Linked DNA regions of Mus musculus: all the other regions are linked to region 1. The links are chromatin contacts, called in public promoter capture Hi-C maps. All regions are on one chromosome and are shown on one strand. Each heading gives the region's core, a stretch centred on a gene start, on an enhancer-like site or on the middle of the called end of the contact. The rest is flanking DNA. Distances are from core to core; before and after follow the strand shown. Region 1 holds the start of Pxk (PX domain containing serine/threonine kinase). Region 2 holds the start of Polr3a (polymerase (RNA) III (DNA directed) polypeptide A). Region 3 holds the start of Kcnk5 (potassium channel, subfamily K, member 5). Region 4 holds the start of Mrps16 (mitochondrial ribosomal protein S16).

What was found. Promoter capture Hi-C pulls out the DNA fragments that hold promoters and counts their contacts.
Region 2: a promoter capture Hi-C map of pre-B cells shows a contact between it and region 1. The contact joins the promoter of Polr3a here to the promoter of Pxk in region 1. A contact is called at or near these places in 2 of 39 promoter capture datasets (cranial neural crest and pre-B cells).
Region 3: a contact with region 1 is called in a promoter capture Hi-C map of pre-B cells. The contact joins the promoter of Kcnk5 here to the promoter of Pxk in region 1. A contact is called at or near these places in 3 of 39 promoter capture datasets (cranial neural crest, frontonasal cranial neural crest and pre-B cells).
Region 4: a contact with region 1 is called in a promoter capture Hi-C map of pre-B cells. The contact joins the promoter of Mrps16 here to the promoter of Pxk in region 1. A contact is called at or near these places in 3 of 39 promoter capture datasets (the C10 cell line, cranial neural crest and pre-B cells).

What each region holds. Positions count from the first base shown.
Region 1 is chr14:8,096,797-8,099,496 of GRCm38.p6, reverse strand. Pxk (PX domain containing serine/threonine kinase) reads right to left here and starts at 1,286. Exons shown (of 18, transcript NM_145458.4): 1 at 1,081-1,286. The coding sequence starts at 1,182.
Region 2 is chr14:24,485,675-24,488,374 of GRCm38.p6, reverse strand. It overlaps Polr3a (polymerase (RNA) III (DNA directed) polypeptide A), which reads left to right and starts at 1,317. Exons shown (of 31, transcript NM_001081247.2): 1 at 1,317-1,502. The coding sequence starts at 1,459.
Region 3 is chr14:20,180,457-20,183,156 of GRCm38.p6, reverse strand. It overlaps Kcnk5 (potassium channel, subfamily K, member 5), which reads left to right and starts at 1,375. Exons shown (of 5, transcript NM_021542.4): 1 at 1,375-1,890. The coding sequence starts at 1,705.
Region 4 is chr14:20,392,335-20,395,034 of GRCm38.p6, reverse strand. Mrps16 (mitochondrial ribosomal protein S16) reads left to right here and starts at 1,401. Exons shown (of 3, transcript NM_025440.3): 1 at 1,401-1,554. The coding sequence starts at 1,542. Cfap70 (cilia and flagella associated protein 70) reads left to right here. Exons shown (of 29, transcript NM_029698.1): 27 at 20-121; 28 at 355-402; 29 at 634-845. The coding sequence ends at 714.

The sequences.
Region 1 (2,700 bases), core at 37-2,536:
AGGAAGGCTTTCTAGAGGAAGTGGTCTCTGAGCATCCATCTCTTTAGTATTAAATAGACCTAAAACACCCTATGAGGTTATAAGACTTACTTGCCAGTAATCCAGTCAAAAAACATAATTTGAAAGAATTATTATTACCTTCCATAAACATGGCCTTAAATACTCACTTTGCAACAAATTACAAGCGCAACAAACTCATAGATTTTTGGTGCCTTTCATAAGTTTCTACAATAGGACTTAGGATGTTACCTACCATTGGGAGAAAAAGTGCATTTTTTAAAAAAAGACAGTCATTTCTCTAAGTGAGAATAAATGCTTTCAACAATCCTGACCTACAAAGCAAGGCTGTCGGAGAGGTAACAGGGCTCTAAAAAGTCCTGCTTTAATACATCAGAATGAAAGATCTCTTTGACTAGCGAAGAATTTGAACATACACACACAGAAACAGAGATAAACACACAGGGAACGTCAGAAACAAGAGACAGAGACAGCGAGATGGAAAAAGAGACGGCGAGACAAAGAGACAGAGACACAGAAGGCTTTTGTGGGGCTTTAGCCTCCAGATGATGAACCCCCAAACACTGCTTGATAAACAAGACTCTGGGCTGGAATCTGATTTGCTGGCCTGACAAAACATTACAATCTCAGGAATCCCAATCCCACCCCCACCCCATTCATCATTTCCTCGATCAAGTCCTAGAGGCTACAAGCTCCCCGGTTTTTACTGGTTCCTAGGGTTTACTGCTTGTAAATTACAAGACATAGAGCACCTTTCCAAAAGGAAAAAGGGGGGGAAGTACCGGCAAATGAAAGCAAGCGTGGCTTTAAAGCCCCATAAAAGACTGCATGTGGCAGAAATGAACTCGCCTGTGCGTACTACGAGCACCGAGGGCTCCCCTAAGCCACTCCAGGGGGTCTGGGATGCGCGGGCACGCCGCCCCGGCCGCGGCCCGGCAGGAGGGAGGCAGCGGGCTCACACACCTGCCCGGCTCCGGTGCCCGCGCCCTGCCGCGCCGCGCCGCCGTCCGGCCTTCGCCCGGCCCCCGCCCTCGGCCCCGGCCTCCCGCCCCAGCCGCGCACCGTGTGCGACTGCAGACTCTGGCTCGCCTCGACGGCCGCTGTCAGCGGCACCGTGTCGTCCAGCAGCACCTTGCCAGCCGGCGGCTTCTCCATGAAGGCCATCCCGGGCCGCCGCCGCCGCTGCCTCTGAAGCCGGGGCAGGAACCGGAGGCGCCGAGCCCCGCCACCCGCCGCGTCCCGCCGCCGCTGCTGTCAACGCGCACCGCCCCGCGCCCCGCGCGCCGCCGCCGCCCGCGGGTCCTAGCGCCGGTCGTCTCTGCCTGCCGGCTGTCAACACCAGTCTGCCCGACCTCGCTGGGTCCTAGCGCCGTTCTTCACGGCAGGGTAGGTGACTGCTATCGTCGTCCCATGGTTGCAGTCAGAGGCATTATGTCCCTTGCTCTCTTGGCGCCTCCTCGCCCCCGCAGCGTATACTCAGTACTGTGAGCTCCTGGCCTCGGGCGAGGAGCACAAAACTAAACCATTACCACCACATCTCGCACTGCTTCTCTGGACTCTAACAGAACTGAGCTTTTCAGATGAACCGTTCAGAAACTCAGGCTGGTAGATTTGAGACCCTACTGCTCCTAATCACACTTTCCTGCCCAAGGACCTTAGGACTCAGGATATAACAAAAAACAACTTCAGGGTGGCTTCTCAGTCTGAGTTTATAGACCAAACTTTGTAAACCAAATCTGGATTCATGTTTTAAACCTGGATCTTCAGGAGAACCTAGGTGCCACACTCTCATAACTGGATCCCACGGGGTTTAGTTCCTAATCTTTAAACAATAAGCTTTAAGACAGAGGTGGAAAAATAAAATAAAATAACTGATGCAAAGATTTCCCTGCTTGTATGCTTGGTCCTAGCTCACAGTTGAGCTTTAAAGTCTTTGAAACCAAAGAACACTCAGATCTCTTAGACGGTGAGAATATTTGGTCGGTCCTAGAACAGGCTCCAAGAACCTCAAACTCAGAACTATCAAACTTGATGATCAACTTGTCAGTACCAAATCTACCCTGCTCACCTTAACCCAAGACCACAGCCTTCCAGGATAATAATGAAATTAAACTTAGATCAGATGACTAGGACCCTGTTGAGGGTCTGTGTGATCTTGAATAAGTCTCTCTCTCTCTTTCTCACACACACACACACACCACACACACCCTGAGACCTCACTCTTCCATTGGCAAAACTAAGTAAATGCCATGTAGAATGTGTAATAGGAATGCAATTGGACAGGAAGGAACTTTGCACATATTTAAAATCTCAAACAATATGCATTCCATCCTGACAATTCACAGAACAGAGATTTATTTCTGCTTGTTTCCACTGAATTTCTATTATTTTATTCATAGAAACCAAGCTTCTTTGTGCATCCATCACCACTGCGATGACATCATAGCAAAGGTCTAGATTGCTCTTGACGGTTATTCTCTTCAGAGTTCAGGCTTAGAGATTGCTGGGCAACCCCAAGGAGCCAAGTGACACCAGAGTGCCTTCAGGGGCCAATGCTCAGAGGAGACCTGGGGATCTTCTTAATTTAGCCCTAAATCAATGAGACCTCTTCTTGCATCTCATTTTTATTCCTATGTGCTTTAGAGCAGTAATCCACTAAAGCCAAACCATGTGTCACTTTAG
Region 2 (2,700 bases), core at 68-2,567, about 16 Mb before region 1:
ATCTGTCAGTCTCCTCCCTGCCCAACAGAGTTCTCATGCTAACCACCGGGATTTTCTGAGCTGGCCCCACTCCAGCCATATAAGTCCCTAAAACCTAGCAAGGCTTTGCTGCTGGGAGCTGTCTTCTACTGTTCTTAGTGGTGGCCTGGCAGTTGGTTTTGTTTTGTTTTGTTTTGTTTTGTTTTTGAGACAGGGTTTCTCTGTGTAGCCCTGGCTGTCCTGGAACTCACTCTGTAGACCAGGCTGGCCTCGAACTCAGAAATCCACCTGCCTCTGCCTCCCGAGTGCTGGAATTAAAGGCGTGCGCCACCACGCCCGGCTTCTGGCAGTTTTTAATAGACCGTTCTTTCTCTCCTTGGAGAGCTGAAGGGTTGGGTGGGTTTTTGTTGCATCTATTTACAAAACACACAATTCAAAACGAACCATACATATATATTACATATGCTGTGTAAGAATAAGCGTGTTTATATGTGTTTGTATATATGTTTGTACACAAGTATGTAAATAGATATGTAAATTTACTTATTTATACCAGGTGGGATGTAACTGAGCACTGAGAGTATGGAGACAGGATGGCAAATTCAGTACCCGTCGGGACTATATATGGAGAGCCTTTCTCAGGAAACAACAACAACAACAACAACACACACACACACACACACACACACACACACGCGCGCGCCGGTCCTTGTTTGATTTTTTTTTCTATTTGATGTAACTTTTTGACCTTGAGATTTAAAAAAAAAAAAACAAAACTGCGGGGCGTGGTGGCGCATGCCTTTAATCCCAGCACTCGGGAGGCAGAGGCAGGCAGATTTCTGAGTTTGAGGCCAGCCTGGTCTACAGAGCGAGTTCCAGGACAGCCAGGGCTGCACAGAGAAACCCTGCCTTGAAAAACAAAAAAACAAAAAAACAAAAAAACAAAAAACAAAAAACAAAAAACAAAAAAAAAAAACAAACAAAAAAAGCGGTCCATCCGTCTCTTCTGCTGTTTTTTTGTTTTTGTTTTTGTTTTTGAGACAGGGTTTCTCTGTGTAGCCCTGGCTGTCCTGGAACTCGCTCTGTAGACCAGGCTGGCCTCGAGCTCAGAAATCCGCCTGCCTCTGCCTCCCAAGTGCCGGGATTAAAGGCGTGCGCCACCACGCCCGGCCTCTTCTGCTGTTTTGAGAAACCCACCTGAAAAAGCCATTTTCCCCCACTGATCTGCGCGGCCTAGGTGCATTTTCGTGAAGGAGCCGCTAGATGGCGATCTAGAAGGAGGGCTCAAAGCAGCGTCTGCCAAGCCTCTCTTCATAAAGTCCGGCGGCGGAAGAGGAAGCGGCACGTGCGGCGCTCTACGGTGGCCGGGGAGGCTGCTGCAGCTTCCTTACTCCTAAATACCTAAGCACCCCGGGAAGGTGCGGCGACAGTGGTTTTTGTAGTCGCAGCTCCGAGAAGGGCGTCCGGCCAGCCGGCACCATGGTGAAGGAGCAGTTCCGCGAGACGGATGTGGCTAAGAAAATGTAAGGACGCCCCCGAAGGGGTGGGGGTGAGGTGGAGGCTGAGGTCCCGGGTCCCAGAGTGTCCCAGGAGAGGGACAGTTGTTAAGGGAGCGAAGAAAAAAGTTCCAGGATGGGATTTCAGATCCTGGGGTGGGGGGTGGGGGATCCGTGAGGTATAGCGGGGAAAGTGCAATGGACGGAACAGTGTCAGAACGGGCATTCTGGGCGAAGATGCCACCTCCTGAATCCCTGCGCTGATTACTCTCAGCGGACCTCTTCCTCTGGCACGAGGACACAGTTGTGTGCTGACTCAAGGTTGTCAGCTAGAAAGTGGCAGGCTCAGAAACCAAGCTGCTCTTCTGGGCTCTCTGTTTCAAAGCTTAATTATTAAGCCCTGGTTGTTTGATTTTTTTTTTTTTTGGCGGGGGGGGGGGAGGCTAAGGCGGATCTTTTTGCTTCTTCAACTTACATAAGAGAATGTACTGAGGACAGTGTTGTGCACTAAAGGTCCCGCAGAATGCAGTCTTTCTGCTTGGTCTGTTGTAGAGTAGACAAATCAGCCATGATTGTGGCAAATGCAACGACCAGCAGAGAGGAGACTGAGAGCACCAAGTAATGAATAAGTCTGGGCTCGGTGCAGACCAGGCTCCTTTTAAAACACGTACTGGAGGGACAAGGTAGACTGATAGACGTGAAGCAGGGGACTTACACTATGTGAGTCTTGCAAGGCGTGTCAGACTTTTGGAGTGTTTGGCCAGGACAGAGTTTGAGGCCATGGCAGGGATCTAGACTGGCAATGATGGTGACTTGAGCTGGGTCCAGGGCTCTGAGGTGGATGTGGGGACTTTGGAGAGAAGTGAACTTAAAGGGGCATAGGGCATAAAATGGAAGAGAGAAGCAGAGACAGAGGTAAGAAAAATGAGACTGGAGGAACTCTGTGTTACTGTTCACTGGGACAGGTGTCACCTGGGTGACCTCCGACTGTTCTCAGTCCACCATCTCAGTCCTTCACACGCACCCTATTCACATGAAAGGATCCTCACACAGCAGCCCAGGGATGCAGAGCCACAAGCCAATAGTTATGCCACTCAGGCCAAGGCAGGCAGTCAGGAGTTTGAAGCTAGCCCAAGCTACAGAGCAAGACCCTTCATTTCAGATGCAAACTAGATCTCTGTCACCTGGATCTTCCAGCAGCTCTTGGTAATGCTGACACTTGATT
Region 3 (2,700 bases), core at 126-2,625, about 12 Mb before region 1:
CTTCAAACAAGAGCTACAAACAATTGAAGGCCAGAGGTGGTGGCCATGTCTTTAATTCCAGCACTTGGGAAGTGTAGGGAGTGGATCTTTGTGAGTTCAAAGTCAGCTTGGTTTACATAGCGAGGTCCAGGATAACCAGAGCTACACAGGGAGACCCTATCTAAATGATTGACTGATCAGCAGTGTGGAGCCATCCTTAGCTCTGCAGATGCAGCAAGATTTCAAGAGCCACAGACAACCTTCTTGCAACTCTCGGCCTGTGACGATTAATCACCCACAGAAGGAAAAGGCCCTGGGGAGGGGGTAGTGCCAGGGACTCTGGCCTCTGTTGCATCTGCTGCCACAGAGGTCAGGGGCAGGCTGTGGCTCTGGCACACAAGTCAGCACCCCTGACTTGAGACAGTGGAGGCTGCCCAAATGGCTCTGCCTAGCTTCCATTTCTTTCCTGGAAAGTAGATCTAACGACAAACCCCCGATTACGATACAAAAACATGTCGTCTGCCCAGGGTTTATAAATGCTCAGAGAAGCAAGCAGAGTGAGGAGTAACTCAGACGAGTTTTGACAGATGTATTCACATCTTCTGCCTATTATCAAGTATTTGTTTATTTTTGAGAGAAGGTTTTACTGTGTAGCCTGGCTGGCCTAGAACTCCCTATGTAGACAAAGTTGGTATACCTCTCTAGTTGGGACTAAATGTGCACACTACCACCACACCTGGTCTGAGTGTTTATCGCTATTAACAGGCCTGTGGATAAATGCATCACCGAGTGGAAAGCATTTCTAGTCTCTCCAGTAGATATTCCAGCTGGGGTGGGTAAGGGGGAAGTGGTGTTGTAATTTTAAGCAGGCTTGGGAGTAAGGAAGAGGTCCTTGTAATGTGGGTGTGGCTGTCTGTCGCCTCTCTCAGAAGTGTCGCGAACACAGATGACCTGGGATGGGTTCTTCACCCATTTGTGGTTGGGATTAATTCCCAGTAATCCTAATTCAGATCCAATCTCCTTACTCGGGTCAGATAAGTAAGTGTGTGAGCCCCAGGAATAATTGGGGAAACATCTGGATGTGATAGTAACACTGGCAATGTATTTCTGACCTCAGCAGTAAGGTGCATGACCGTTTTAGCGAATTATATCGATTTCTAATACGCAACTGGAGTCCCGCAGACCGCAAATCCCGCGACTGTGTGGCTCCTGGAAGTCTGGTGGGGCCATGAAGCCTTGGCCTGGAGCTTGGAGAACCCGGTGTTTGGTGTAATGACTTCAGGCGCGCTGGGCGGGGCCAGGGGCGGGTTCCGAATGGACTCCACCCCTTTCAGGGTCTGGCGCGAGCGGGCGGGCTGAGAGCTGCTTAAAGAGCCCTGCGGAGGCGCGCTGGGCGTACTGTCGCGCGCGCAGAGGCGGCACACGTGTCTGCTGGTGTGGGTCCTGAGTTTCACCCTACCCTTCAGGATCGAGAGATTGGGGTGGCCCCAACCCCCTTTTGATGTGCGCTCACCCTGGCCTGTGAGAACGTGATCCACGCAGTTCCCCGCGTTCAGGGAGCCAACTTGGCCAAGCAACTGTCCCGGGAGCGGCGCGCGGGGGTACCGGGCACTGCGCATGCGGAGCTCCAAATTCAAACAGCTGTGTCCAGGGCTGCAGGACGAGTGAACCCGGAGCTGCTGGAATTAGGGGACTCTTTCTCCAGGAGGTGGCCATTCCAGAGTCATGGTGGACCGGGGTCCTTTACTCACCTCGGCCATCATATTCTACCTGGCCATCGGGGCAGCGATCTTCGAAGTGCTGGAGGAGCCACACTGGAAGGAGGCCAAGAAAAACTACTATACACAGAAACTGCATCTACTCAAGGAGTTTCCGTGCCTGAGTCAGGAGGGACTGGACAAGATCCTACAGGTGAGCCGTCGGTCGCCAGAATCCTCCACATGCATCTGAAGCTGTTGGGACTATAGCGGTATTGAAGGGGATACTCCCTCCTACAGTTTAAGACGACCCCCCACCCCCCAGTCCCAACCAGAAGTCCCTGGGTGGCGGGAGAAAATGCCTCATCAGGTGTCAGGTCGCAAAGATCTGTGTCTTTCGTCTAGGGACAGGGAGATTCCCCCACGCGCGCAGACTTGGTCAGTACCTAGTAAGTTCCGAGAGAACTTGGGGTTGACTCCAGGATGAACTGGGCCCCGCGGTGGCTTAGTGTGGGTGTGCGGGTGCCTCCCTCTTTGGAGGGAGGCTGTGGGGCGGATAAAGGAGTTTATCTTTCCTTGGAGACGCTCCCGGAGTCCGGGAGCAGAGCCGGGTGCCACCCCTCGCGTCACCACCTCCCGCTCCAGGGCCGTTGCCGCGCCCGCTCGACCTTTCTAAACTTGAATACAGCAGAGGGCCCCCAGACCTGGTGTGAGCAAAAACACACCCGCCAGTTGCTGCACTTTGAGTGGGGCAGGGAGCTCGGACATATCCTAAGTGCCTCGGAGGAAGGTCTGTGGCTGGAATGTTCGGGACGGTCCCAGGCTTCCATGAAGTCTTAGCAAGCTGAGCCATCCCTCAAGGACTCGGAATTAAGCTTTGTCAAAACAGCAGGTTGCACAAACGAACACCCAAATTCAGGTAGTGCCCTTTTAGGGAGCGAGGATAGTGTGGGTGAGGGGATGTTTCCCTGATGTTAGCTTGTGGAGTCACTTATCTGAGAATGCACACACCCAGTAGACCATT
Region 4 (2,700 bases), core at 152-2,651, about 12 Mb before region 1:
TAACTCTCTCTCTGCCAAGCTGGAGGAGCTCACGGAAGCTGAGGATGCTCTGTCTGAAGCCAACGCGTTGAATAACTGCAACGCCGAAGTGTGGGCCTATCTGGCTCTGGTCTGCCTGAAAGTGAGTGTTTCTTATTGTCCCTTCACAAGGCCCTCTCAGGGGTCAGGTGAAGGCCCAACTAAGAAAGAAAGGTAAGCTGGCTGTTAGCACACAGCAACTGAAGTTGGAAGAGTTCCAGATTTGTCTCTACTGATGACAAGGAGAATGTTCTGGGCGGTTCCTCCTTGAGATGGATGTGGTCAGTAACCTCCGATTCACATTTTACTAGGAAAGATGTTAATTGCTTCTTTCAGGTTGGACGACAACTGGAAGCAGAGCAGGCTTATAAGTACACAATAAAGGTATGCGACAGCTGATTGCCATTCTGAGAGTGTACAGACCATGAGAGCGCTCAGTGCCTGATGAATTCCCACCCAAGATCCAATACATTCCAATTCTTTGAGAGCTTCCATGGTGTCGAGAATACAGGAGAGGCCCATCCCGTCCCCACAAATCTGGAGCCTCTTAAATTAGGGGTCTTCAAAGTCACCTGGTGTGTTGGACATAACTTCTTCCCTGCCTTGTTTCTGCAGCTGAAACTGAAAGACCAGGCTCTACTTGAAGAAATCCACACTGTACAGGAAATGGTTGGTTTTGGAAATCCATCTTTCTGACAGCCTTACAAGTGGATATTTAATATGGAGCCCCAAGCACGTTTCCTTTCCAAACTGTCACCAGATGAAGCCTGCCCATCCCCACCCCTTTAGTTCACATTAAAAAAATATAAACCCCAAACTCAAAATTTATCATGTTTCTGGAGTCGTATGTATAGCACATTATATTTTATATGCTCTTATGTACATGTAGCTAATTAATAGCCACTATTTGTGGGTAGATATCTGGCATAATGGTGTGACTATTAGAATTACTTTTTAAAGTTTATCTGATCACCTTGTTGGTAAGATTCCCTGGAGGTGCACAATTGCCAAAGTTCTGGACCAATGTTACTGGGGCTTGGAAATTAAGGCAACATCTTCAAAGGTGGGACCAGAATACAACTGTGCTGTGTCACACACAGTTGACAGTGGGTAAGAGAACAGAGGATATTCCGGAGGCGGGGGAACCGTCGCAGGATGGAACGGCCTGCAAGGAACTCAGCACCGCCGCGGACAGGAAAGTCTCCCGCACGCCGCAGGCACTCAGCTGAAGACCGCCAGCAGCCCACGCCTACAGACACGCCTCTTCCGTAGCAGTCAAGGATCAGTCACCGGCGCCCTGTGGCACTCCCGGCGCTCGGTTGCCCTCCCGTGCGCATTGGAAGAGAAAGCGGAAGGGGCGGGCCGATCGGCCGGAGGCTTCCGCAGAGGGCTTTCCGGCTCTGGAGTGGTGCGGACGTCGCGTCGTGTGCCCGCCGGCCGCTTGGGGGCGCTCTTCCGGGCTTCAGGCTCTGTGCCGCGGGGCTGTGCAGCGGGACAGCTGGAGAGCCGCTCGCCCAGGCACCATGGTCCAGCTCAGTGAGTGCGCGGGGCTTCCGGGCGGGCGTGGGCTGCGGCGACCCGGGCTAGGCGCGGCCACATCGCCTTCCAGCGGAGCTTCGTCTCAGTCCGTCTCGCTTTTAGCAGTGGTCTCACTGGGTAGCTCTGGCTGGCCTGGAACTCGCAGCGTAAAGACGGGCTGGCTTCGAACTCCTTCCTAGACAGACCTTTGCCTCTGCCTCCCAAAGGCCCTGTGATTAGAGGCGTGCGCCACCGCGCCCAGCCTGTCTCAGTTTTTTACCACACATCGTAGAAATCGTTTTACAGATGAGGCACCTAAGGGTAAGACAAGGTCATGGCTTAGTAAATGGTGTTAGGGTCCGAGAATTTGGAAATAATCCAATATGAAAACCAAGTTTAAACCAGCAAGCTTATTTTAAAAGCTAATATTTCGGGGAGACGGCTGGGTTCGGGGTCCAAAACGTGACAGCGTGGGGCAAGACAGGACAACCTTTTAAAACATAAAAACCACAAATTGGATGGGCTAGGGACCACATGCATGGTTTTCCATACCTGTCATTTTAAGTGGGTTACTACCGGTCAAGTACCTCAGTTGGCTTTTTTTTTTTTTTAAACTTTTTATTAGGTATTTTCCTCATTTACATTATGCTATCCCAAAAGTCCCCCATACCCACCCCCCACTCCCCTACCCACCCACTCCCCCTTTTTGGCCCTGGCGTACCCCTGTACTGGGGCATATAAAGTTTGCAAGTCCAATGGGCCTCTCTTTCCAGTGATGGCCGACTAGGCCATCTTTTGATACATATGCAGCTAGAGACAAGAGCTCCTGGGTACTGGTTAGTTCATATTGTTGTTCCACCTATAGGGTCTCAGTTGGCTTCTTAACTTGGCCTGGATTGAGGCCAGCCAGTCAGAGCCTATATAGTGGCTGGTTGGTTTCAGTCCGGACTAGTTGCTAACCAACAAGGCATAGGGTGAGATATTGTGGCCTAAGTTCATATGGGGCGCCTGGGGCCAGAAGCCATTTCTGGGAATTCAGCTGTTTCTTAGAATTTATCTTAGTACAAAGTGGAGACTATTTACAAGATGGAGTCTCCAAGGGTAAAGTGGACCCCAACCTCGGCAGGACTGTGTTATGTGGATTTGGAAAAAAGGAGGTATGTC